Regions from separate parts of the Mus musculus genome. Here regions 1 and 3 are each linked to region 2. Evidence: chromatin contacts called from public HiCAR-type and HiChIP or PLAC-seq data. All regions are on one chromosome and are shown on one strand. Each heading gives the region's core, a stretch centred on a gene start, on an enhancer-like site or on the middle of the called end of the contact. The rest is flanking DNA. Distances are from core to core; before and after follow the strand shown. Region 1 overlaps Vps50 (VPS50 EARP/GARPII complex subunit). Region 2 holds the start of Bet1 (Bet1 golgi vesicular membrane trafficking protein). Region 3 overlaps Vps50 (VPS50 EARP/GARPII complex subunit).

Region 1 (3,796 bases), core at 1,246-3,745, 580 kb after region 2:
AATATAAAGTGAGAAGGATGAACTAGAAAGAGAACTCAGAGTTTTCTCATAAACCTCCTTCCCTTAAAAAGGCACTGGCATCTCAAATACAAGTTTCAAGAGTGTGATGTCACCTAAGCACCACAATCAAATAAATGCAGTTGGTACCATTCAAAAAGAAATGTTGAACGTTACTAAATTGGAAACTATCATTTGTAGCTAGCTAAGTCCAAAACCTCAAAGGCGTGCAATGATCAAGCGACCCTCTCATCTTCAGGGTGTAACTAGCACATTACAGCACACAACAGCATGTTGATGCTCTCCTGCAACCCAGGACAGGCGGGCTGACCTGAAGGCAAAGACACTCCAGCTTTAGTTGCATCTCTACAACCTTGGAAATTTGATTTAGCCTCTTCAAACCTATTTTTTCATCCGCTTTAAAGTTATTAAAATTGCCAAAGGGAAAATGTGATTTCATTTAAAAATCTCACAAATGTACATTTCAAAAATATGATGGGTTTATAAAACCATTACAATCTGTGTAAGCATACAAAGGTCAGATGCCAGTCCTTCCTAGAGATCTATTCAGTCAGCATCCGAGAGCACGAGGAACCAACATGGAGCACTTCATACTCTAATGGGACAATCCTAAGTGAAGGGCAGAGACAAATGGAGCAAGGCAGGAAAAGGCAGAGCATACAGTGAGGGCCTCTCAACAACCAGCATGCCTCAACCTTAGGCTTAAAAGCCATCTTATAGTAAAGACACACTAAGTGCATTCCAGTTTATGATTAAAACTCTGTTTCTCAAGGATGCGGCTATACCCTCCTTGTAACCATAACTACAAATGGCTCCCTTCTGCCCGGTCCAGGAATGGCAATCATAACTTTGTTTCAAAAATTAATTACCATCTTGCAACCCTAACTTGGTTTCAAAAGGGTTGTTATGGCTACCCTGCTATGACTACCTGTTGTCACGACCACTTGTAATCATGTCTCTGTTTCAGCAGGCCCTTATGGCTAACATGCTATGCTTATGTTCTGTTCTAGTAACCCACCAAATCCTTGATTTAGAAACCCTGCGCTATATACATAAACAAACAAACAAACAAACAAACCCTTGTCTTCCTCACACCCAAGTCTGACCTCTCAATCCCCACCTTAGGAGGAGGCAGCTTGTGTACACAAATAAAAAAGCTTGCTTTAACTAATTGCTTGCTTTAATTAGTTTGGCCTTGATGATTTGTGACAGTGGTCTTTCTCCCGTTAACACTTTTGTGGACCCAGATACCCTGATACATCACTGCATCCCAATAAAACAGCCCTCCTTCCAGCCCATCTAGTGACTTCTCTGTGAAATGCACATCTGAGCTCATTCATACTGCTTGGAAGAGACTGTGTCTCTTGCAGCTGCTGCATGTGCAGCCTGCCAGGCACTGCTTCCTTCCACCTCATCCCTCCCTACACACTTCCTCCCTCAGCAGGCCGCCTGCTTAGTCCCAGCCACACTGGGAACTACATCGTGATGCTGTGCAGTGCCCAGATCCACAGCACTCCAGGAACAATTACAGGGCATTCTGTAATTTAACAGGGAGGGATAGTCAAAAGAAATATGAGACAAAGACAGTTGTGGTAAGCACCATGGTCCATAAACTCATAATGCTTCTATTAATGAGAAATCACAAAAATGTAAGAGTATTTTCTGTATGTAAATGAGAAAAATAAACACAAACAGCTACACTGCATATTTTAATATAACTGTTGCATAATTTTGCTAGAGTTAAAAACTCACTGCCTAGCATTAGAGATGTACAAAAATATGCAATTCTGTATCTAAAATAGAATCAACAGGGTAGTTCATAAGTATGAGATATTTTATATACAAAATGAACAAAAGACTCCCTATAAAAATTTTAAGGCAAACAGAAAAAACTAGATCCAAATAAAACCCTTTACGGCATATTAAAACATGTTAAGAAAAAAGAGGTTACAATAATGAGATAGGTCAGGTAAATTTTGAAATAAACAGTTCAGTCTTGCCAACTGTTATATTATTAATGAAGTATTTAAGGATTTATTTTATAGTTACAGAGTATAATTAAATGAGTATTAAGATTAGTGCACTGTAAAAGCTCTTTAAAATGTGAAAATCCAAAACTAATTTGCCAACAAGTAAATGCTATAAAAATGCAACAAAACGGTCAGTCACTAAAATACAGAAAATGTACATCAACGCATCTCATAGTTAAAGCTGGAAAGAGACAAAGTCGTGGATCCAACTGCAGACAGAGGAAACGAAAGCCGAGAAAGCACAAGAACACTTGGGCCCACGGTGCCATCACTTAGGCTTGATAGCCTGCTTCACAGGCTCTGATACCGACCCTCGGTCAGTGGAGCCGCATGGAGCAAATGTTGATTTTATTCTCCACATGTAAAACTCTCCTCCACAGCACAGCCAGGGCTGAGTAAAAATCGGCCTTGCCCTCCAGCAGTGACTAAAGAGCCTGATGAACAAATAAACAGCAAGGCCAGCAGAGCGGAGGGAAGAAAGGAGACAAAAGACCAGCGCACAAGTGCTCTCAACCCCAGGGAGGAAAGAGAAATTCAGAAGACAGAAGAACACAGAGAAATCCAAGTTTAAAGCGAGGACCAGAACAAAATGCAATTATGAAATTGTGATGCAGAATCAAGCAATAAAGAGCCTTGATTTGAAAAACAAAAACATGGCATGAAAACACTAGGAAGCCATAAGAAGCAAGGCAACAATTGGGACTTGTAAACCACGGGTATGTACAGACATACATACATGTATAGGTGTTAGAATTATGTTTTCCTCTAATGAAAGTAAATAACATATGCCATTGTACCAGACACAGTATCAAAAGTAAGCATCGATGTTCAATATTTTATTAAGGGAATAAAGCAGCCTGGCTTATTTGAGCAACCTGGCAGGGAACTTGCTGTTTAGAGGCTATTTCCCGGTCTCACACGCAGCACATTGACTACATTACCACCTAGCTGCTCCTCCATTCGATTATCTCGGAGGTAGATAACGCTACAGGAACAAACACACAGAAAACGTAGACTGCGGATGTAGCTTTATGAGAAGTGAAGAAAAAGATTCGTAACAGATATTTCAGTCAGTATTTCTGCTTTAGCCGGGCTACTTTTAATCTCAACATAAAAACAAAAGGTTTTATGGGGATTCAAATCCATAAAACAAAGCAAGCCCTCAAATGAAGGATGTGAGGAGAACATTTCCAAGATATTTACGGTTTCTAAGGAACGAAATGGTCATTTTAAAAAACAATTTCACATCACAGGGTCACTTCTTAGGGAATTCATCTGTGTTTAAGGAAAAAATAAAACAACTACAAGCTTTGCATTTTGGTAATTTCAAATTATCCAAAACTCCATACTGATTGAGCCCAAAACCTAATCCATAAGTAACTAGTTGTAACTGCCCCCCTCACAACTAAAGTCAGCACAAACAGCACCTTATACACATAGCACTCAATTTTAGGTAGCTATTCAAACTAATTATATAATGCAAACTGACATGAATCCCTCAGTTCATAGGTCACTATCAAAACTGCAGAAAATTAATAGAATAAATCCTGGAACCCCAACGTCTCTCATATTAGATCACAGTTTACACATGCTTGATTCTCTACCTAGAGGGCAGGAAGCTAAGAGAGACAGATAGACAGAGACAGAGAGACAGACAGACTGAGTGTGTTAGAAGGATGAGGAGGAGAGATTTTGTTCCTCTAAGCATACATTTCCTGTCTGCTCTCTTGTCTTGTGTGTGTTTTAAC
Region 2 (3,369 bases), core at 137-2,636:
CTTCTATGAATTATGACCTTGAATAATCAAAAAATGTTTCCTAAGACAAATGCAAGTTTATGGTTATGCAGCCAATGTAGTGACCCTGTGCCCTTGCTCAAACCCCCACACTTGTTTGGTGTGCCTCATTGTTCTGAAACTCTTAATAATTTTTGTCTTTGATCTTGTATCATGCAAATGAAGTCTAATGGCATAATATAACATGCTCATGTGCAAATGATATATTTGTAATAAGTGTTTTTATTGTTCTTCATTAATATGCTCTGGATTCTGATAGCCCTCTGACTCATCAAATTTTGCAAGATATTAAAAGCTACAAGGTGAAGATGGCATGTTTATGCTCGAGTATGAACACTTATAGTTCCCATAGTCACATGTTGTACTTGAATAAGAACTTGTGATAAAATCATCAAGGATCTTTGTTATATCCCCATACTCATCTCACATTCTGTATTAGTTGAATTGAAAATTATCACATAGCAATAGAAGCAAAGAAGGCGGAACTTAGACTCTTTCTTTCAGCCATCAAACCACAGTAAGCTGAGGGCAGAGTGTTAGTGCAATGTGTTTCTATTATGAAGTATAATGTGTGTAGTGAGGTGGTTCAGCAGCTAAGGGTACTTGCTGCATATGTAGCAGAGGATGGCTACATGCTCCATGGAAACAAGTATGAGGTATTTGTGTGTACGTTTTAAAAGCTCTAAGTAGGGTGGAGTGTTTAAAAGCTAAATATCACAGTTCTTTCCAGACTTAGATCAAATGCGTTAGGAAGCTGAGACTCCCCACTTCCCTACCCGGAAGTTCTACTGCAAGGATACATACATACATACATACATACACACACACACACACACACACACACACACACACACACACACATATATATATATATATATATATGTGTATATATATATATATTTTTTTTTAACTATTCCACTGGGCAGGATCAGGAAGGAAGAGGATTGATTTTCCTTTCCTGCTAAGAGGCTCAGACAGTAAGATGAGACTCTGTTTGAACAAAGTTTGCACTGACTTTCTCACCTCTGACTTTGGGTGAGCGGGAGTGCAAGGGAAAATCATGAAAGAGTCAACCATCATCCCGGCTAGGGAGGGGTAACTCTCCCAGGTTAAAGTTGGCACTAACATCAAAAAGTGCCATACTAAAAGTTCTGGATTAAGTAATGACCCAGAATAACAGGACTAGAGCCCCAGCAGCTGTCGCTGCCCTTCCGGAAGCCCCGCCCATTCCAGGCATTGTTCCTACCACGCCCCTCTTACCCAGTGCCCCAGAAGACGGAAAACTACATTTCCCAGAATGCAACTAGTAATCGCATTTCAGGACGCCTATATGTGTCCGAGTGACGACATAAACCGGCGCGGTGTTTAGACTTTACTGATGTCGTGGCGCTCTGAGGCAAAAAGTTGTTGCTCTTAGGAGCCCTGGGACTGAAGCCGAGGTCGGGTGACCCTGGCCCTTTCCTACTCACTCCTCCTTGCCCGCCTTTCCCTCTCCTGGCAGGATGAGGCGTGCAGGCCTGGGTAAGAACAGTGCTGAGGTTCGAAGTTTGGGGACCCTAGGACCTGCTGAGTCGGGAGCAGGGTTGTGGGAGGAGACTACCGGCCCTCTGTCAATGACTTTGGTGTTCAAAAGCGAGTTATTTGGGTTCTTTGGAGAAGGTTCTCTTCCTGTGTCCTAGTTCCGAACGGTTTCCTGAAGTTGTATTTAGACAAAAGTTTAAACCTATATGCTAGGTTGCACAGAGCGGTGAATTGGTTAGCATAAGTTTTTCTTTTTCTATGTGCTAGTTTGGGGAGTAACCCAATTTCCCAAGCCTTGCTGTTTCCTTTGCTTTACTCATTCTGGATCTTAACTTTTTTTTTTTTTTTTTAAGAAATGACATTTGGGGAGTAGTAAGCTTTAAGCCCACTAATAATGATGCGTTAGTTTGATAACCGTGAGTTACAAAGGTGAATTTACGTGTCCTTATTGTTAAAGTGCCTGTTATGAAAGGTCTGGGTCAAAGGCGAGTTACTTGGAACACTTCTGACCTAGACCTTGTCCCACTGCTAAGGCAGTAGATGTTGGTTTTGATGACTTAAATGGGTCAGGGGAAGGAATAGCTTAGTAATAACTGAAGTTCTTTCTCTATTAGCCATGTCTTAAAGAAGGAAGGGCAGAATGCTTGAAAAAAATGTGTGAAATATTAAAAAGGATGTTGCTGTTCTGGCAGACATTGGAATAGTAAAAAAAAAAATAGTTTTTAAAAATTTGAGGTGTTAAAGCCAGTGAATGGACAAACACTTAAAGTTAGGTATGAAAACTAAAGCCTCTTTTGCAACTCATAATTCACGGCTTGTTATGGGTTTTGATTATGTAAGAAGGAACACAATATTCATGACAGTGCAGAGACATGGTAGTAGTTTCAATAAGGTTGGTTATAGGAATAGAATGTGTGGACTTTAAAACCACTGAAAAATAAGGGCCTTGAATGGTGTCAGTAATATAGATTGACAGGGTTGTCAATAAGTAGTTGCATGTGAAGAAGTTGTAAATTTAGTTTTATGAATCCTTTCAGTCATTGAAAGAAATTAGTTCATCTCAAATAACCTAAAGAACTATTTTCAAACATGATTAGTCATATATGCCTACATTTTTCCAACACTAATAACAGCAGACATTTATTGTGACGCACCATGTGCTTCCCAAAGCTTTCAGGGTTACTGTGGAGCAGAAGATAAATTGCTGCGGAAGCAGATGACAAAGTACGATCCAAGGTGGTAACTTCATCCCAGTACAGGTTAAGTTCATCGGATAGTAAATGCAGTGGGGGCTTAATAATCCATGGCTCACGGTGGGCTTCCTGGAGCCGGAGAACCTGAAGGATGCTGGTGACTGTGAGGGTTGGGAGAAGTAAGTCCCAGATGAGAAGATGGCCAAACAAGATTCAGGGTAGTTATGAATGATGTATACAAGAGGTTGTGGTGATGAAGTCACTCTGAGTGAAGCTAGGACCCTGAGGCACCCGAACGATCTGACTATTCAAGGACTTTACATTCATCAGTAGGCCACTGGCCTATTGGAATTTTGTTTGTGCTGTACTGTTTTTAATACGTGCAGGTCAGGGATTTGACAGTAGGTTTCTATCTCTGACTTGTATTGTATGTTACAATTACTCAGAAAGATGTTAAATTAGATTTTCAATTAAATTAGAATCAGCAGGCAAGAGTCCCCTCCTAAGTCTTTTTGAAGTGCAGTGAAGAAGAGGGGTAATTATTTGTTTAAGTATGCTTATCACTTAAATTGGTGTTGAATTATGAAGACCTAAAAGTATCATTGTGTGCTGACCTGAATTTGAAATTTGAAATAAT
Region 3 (3,728 bases), core at 859-3,358, 550 kb after region 2:
TCAGCTTCCTTAGTCAACATCAGAGGAGGAGGTAACCACCATCATTTATAGAACAAAGGCACTAAGTGGTATTATTCTCATAAACTAATCAACAAACTGAATTGAAGTCATTTTTCCCTGCCCCCTAAATCTTAGTCACCAAGAGCACAGCATGTGCACAGCAGGCCGGGCATATATTCTCAAGCACTTCACTGCTCACCCCAGCCCCACCTGTGCTGACCACCAGTGAAGTGTGGGAGGAGCAGCTGTGCAGAGGTGGCACTATGAAGGCACTTAAAGAAAAGACGATAGCAGCTGGAGGCTGTGGTGCACACCACACAGGCTGTCCATTTCTTTGGCACCAGTTTTGGTAAAAAATTAAAGCAGTTCTGCAATCACCTGAGGCTATAAGCTAACCCAGAACTGCCACAGGTGGTCAATACTATACTCGTCTCTAAAAGCTTTATTATTTCATCGTACTAGGCAATATTTTATATGTATGCGTGGTTTCTATGACTAAGCTCTAGAATAGTAGCAAACCAATTTTCCCCACAACTGAATTATATATAGTTCAACTGCTACCACATATATATGACTACCTTTGTACTGAGGTACCAGAAATCTTTTAGGGCTAACTTGAAAAAGCATTTTTTGAAGAGGCAATTCACAATGACAAGAAACAGCTATTTCAAAGATCACCTTATCATCACCGTTTTTTTTTTAAGTGACAATAATCCAAAAGAAACACAATGAGAAACACATCGTGCATAACTTTTCACTCATCAAAGCATATAGAATCATCTTAATTGTGGAATTAAGAGTTTGAATGTAGAGGACTAGCTCATAAAGCCTTGACTTTAAAAAGCATACAAAAACAATAAGTACAGACACAAACATCAGCGTTAACCACTGTAAAAAGACTAGACCGTTATTTGTTTAAAGTGCTTCCTTTGAATTAGTAGGAATCATTTCCTATTTAGTTGAAATTACAAACTTGTAATTACCTACTATATCACTTAAAGTCATCTACCAATTATAGCCATACTAACAACATCATATACAAGGCCACTGGATGGTTAACAGGTACCAAGCAAGTTAAGGTGGCGGCATCTGAAACCTGGGAGACTAAAGGAGGTAATCCCAAACTCAAGATATCTGAAAAACAAACAAAACAACCAAAAAAAGAAAAGGGAAGGAAAAAACCTCAATGAGTAGCAAACAGATGGGCAGTTTCCTCTGTGGTTCTGTAGACACTCTGAGCTAGGGGTCAGCCACACTTCCTGCTAAAGTGTACCCTAAATATGTCCACTCCTCGCCTGCTTTCTAGGAAGAACCACATTAGAAAAGAAAAAAAATGATAAATATGTTTGCTTTTATTTTAGGGGCATCTTCAGGCAATAGGTGCAAAGAAGCAGGAAATTACTGATTTAAAACCTAAGGGAGAGAAGAAGAAAAAAGAAACTAATACACACCGTACAGAGATCTTTATACTGAAGCTTCTGGAATTTTGTATCCGTGTTTCCTGCACACAGCTCCACATAGCCAAGCACAACCTGAAATACGGTGTTGTGAATGGCTTGAGTGAAGTGCATATGAAGCTGATCCATCGCAGTCTAGGAAAGAAAAAATAAACAACATAATTTCATAGTCTAAAATACATGTCAAGACTAGACAGAACAGACTAGCAAAACCTCATCAACTAGAGCAACAGCACGGATAGCCTTAGAATTGAGTGTAGTACACAGTGTGTGCAAAGCAGCTTTCATATACCCGTGGCATCACACCATTCAGGCTGCGTGTAACTGAAACTGTGCTGCTGTTCTCATTTATAACTGGCATTCTGGCCCGTCACACATAATTGTACCTGTGTCTCCTGTCCTGTAACACTCCTTCTCTTACACTGTTCAGGAGATTTCTCAATGGTTAGCTTCTCAGAGAAGCCTTTTCTGACTCAACTATTTAAGTCAGTATGTTTCCACCACTCTTTTTTGGTTTCTCTGGGTATAGCTCTTTGCAGCACTTCCTATACCACTTGACAGCATCTTCACTTACAACTTTACCATGTGCATCTGTGGTGGTATGAGTAAGAATGGCTCCCATAACTTTACACATTAGAATGCTTGCTCACCAGGGAGTGGAACGATCTGAAAGGATTAGACTGATTAGGAGGTGTGTTCTTGCTGGGTAGGTGTGGTCTTGTTGGAGGAAGTGTGTCACTGTGGGTAGGCTTTGAGGTTTCAAAAGGCCAACTCAGGCATAGGCTCCCTATCTCTTGGGGGAAAACTCTAATTAAGGGTGAAGTCCACCATGACCAGATAGCCTCTAGACTGTGCAATATGGGCCAGAATTTATTAGTGACCTTATCTGGAGAATTCTAAGCCCCAACAGGTAGTCTCAATTGGATTACAGCATCAATTTCCTTTGTCCTGATAAAATCTGTTTAGCCAGCAGCTGAGAGTCCTGAAATGCTTCCCTATGTTAATGATGTATTCCGGATATCCTATGCACCTAACATTTGCCCATCCTGGATGTGCTTACCCTCAATCCCCAAAAGTTTATAAGCCTTGAATCACCTAAATAAAGGTGATCTGCCCCTGATAGCTGGTCAGGATGTGCTTATTCACGGACGTACTCACAGGGTTTCTGAAACCCCTCTCCCAGTTTCTGTTCCCACTACCCTTGTGGACCAAACTGTCCCGTGATCCATGTGGGCGGGGGACAGCATGTAGATCCACATCTCTGTCTGCTTGCTGTCGATGGATCGGATGTAAAGCTCACAGCCATTTCTCCAGCACCATGACTGCCTGAGTTGTCTCATGCTCCCCATCATGATAATAAGAGTAACTTTCTGACACTGTAAGCAAGCTCTCAACTAAACGTTGCCCTTCTTTTCTAAGAGTTGCCCTGGTCATGGTGTCTCTTCCCAGCAATAGAACATTGACTACACTGGTTGGTTTCCCTCACCAGAACAGGATATAGATGACAATTTATACTCTGAGACCTGGAGTAATACTGTAAATAGGTACCACGTACATTTATTTGTCTTGTAGTCTTCCCAAGATACAAGTTAAAATATAAAAATTAAGAAAAGACCAAAAAATCAGCTTTTAAATACTAAATAGAATTCAAAACATTTGGTACAGTCTTGAATTTCTTTCCAAAAGGCACCATTTTACAAAAAAGAAAAAGATAAAAGCTTGTGCCTATCACGTGTAAAGGTTGAATAATTAAATGAATTATTCTAGATATAGGAGATACGATTAAGTTTCACACCATTCCCCTTCTTTCTGTTGAGGCCTGCTTTGGATTCAGTCTCCATTTTGCTCAAAAGGTGAAATTAAGTTTAGGTTCTCAGACACTACTTCCCAGAAGTGTAATTATCCATAGCTGACACTGAAAATTTTTCCTTAAAGATAGTAAACCTATGGTTGTATTACTTCTGCCCTGTTATCTCAATGCTCTGAAACTCCCCTGTTCACCACCCCTCACACCCTCACATAGGACCAATCACTTAACAGCCAGCTGTTAGTACTTTGTCTAGTTAGCCAAACATGTAGTACTGCCTCCAGCCTTGCTTTCTCACCTTCTGAACTTGGTTTTCCCTATATAAAGCCTGCCCTAAGAACAGATTGGTACCAACATTAGGCTCCCAAGTCCTTTTTTAAGGTCCATATCGATTGGTCTTGGGGGAGGTGTGTTCAATAAACTACTCTGGCTTAACTGAGATCAGTGGTTTGTGCAGTGATTCC

Evidence for each region. HiCAR-type assays count read pairs that join an accessible place to other places. HiChIP or PLAC-seq counts read pairs in DNA pulled down with a chosen protein or histone mark.
Region 1: a HiCAR-type map of astrocytes shows a contact between it and region 2, with 2.9 times the contacts expected there. The contact joins the enhancer-like site here to the promoter of Bet1 in region 2. A contact is called at or near these places in 11 of 39 promoter capture datasets (the 3T3-L1 cell line, 3T3-L1-derived adipocytes, the C10 cell line and 7 more), 32 of 484 Hi-C or Micro-C datasets (B cells, CD4 T cells, CD8 T cells and 23 more), 4 of 115 datasets of contacts at active chromatin or transcription factors (astrocytes, embryonic stem cells and stem cell-derived neural progenitor cells) and 2 of 9 other capture datasets (adipose tissue and liver).
Region 3: an H3K4me3 HiChIP or PLAC-seq map of the 230-238 cell line shows a contact between it and region 2, with 4 times the contacts expected there. The contact joins the enhancer-like site here to the promoter of Bet1 in region 2. A contact is called at or near these places in 5 of 39 promoter capture datasets (the 3T3-L1 cell line, the HPC-7 cell line, HPC-7-derived erythroid cells and 2 more) and 2 of 115 datasets of contacts at active chromatin or transcription factors (the 230-238 cell line and embryonic stem cells).

What each region holds. Positions count from the first base shown.
Region 1 is chr6:3,510,445-3,514,240 of GRCm38.p6, reverse strand. The region is part of intron 2 of Vps50 (VPS50 EARP/GARPII complex subunit); the gene reads right to left. Among named protein-coding and RNA genes, the nearest start is that of Vps50, 14 kb to the right of the region's middle. Within about 2 kb of position 2,495, at least 57 of the 459 cell types and tissues checked have an H3K27ac peak or open chromatin away from gene starts, as enhancers often do. A contact at or near this core is called in the HPC-7 cell line, astrocytes, cerebellar granule neurons and 4 more, where this site is marked.
Region 2 is chr6:4,084,947-4,088,315 of GRCm38.p6, reverse strand. It overlaps Bet1 (Bet1 golgi vesicular membrane trafficking protein), which reads left to right and starts at 1,386. Exons shown (of 4, transcript NM_009748.3): 1 at 1,386-1,539. The coding sequence starts at 1,521.
Region 3 is chr6:3,534,696-3,538,423 of GRCm38.p6, reverse strand. It overlaps Vps50 (VPS50 EARP/GARPII complex subunit), which reads right to left. Exons shown (of 28, transcript NM_024260.5): 12 at 1,452-1,592. Among named protein-coding and RNA genes, the nearest start is that of Gm52885, 34 kb to the left of the region's middle. Within about 2 kb of position 2,108, at least 14 of the 459 cell types and tissues checked have an H3K27ac peak or open chromatin away from gene starts, as enhancers often do. A contact at or near this core is called in the 230-238 cell line and the HPC-7 cell line, where this site is marked.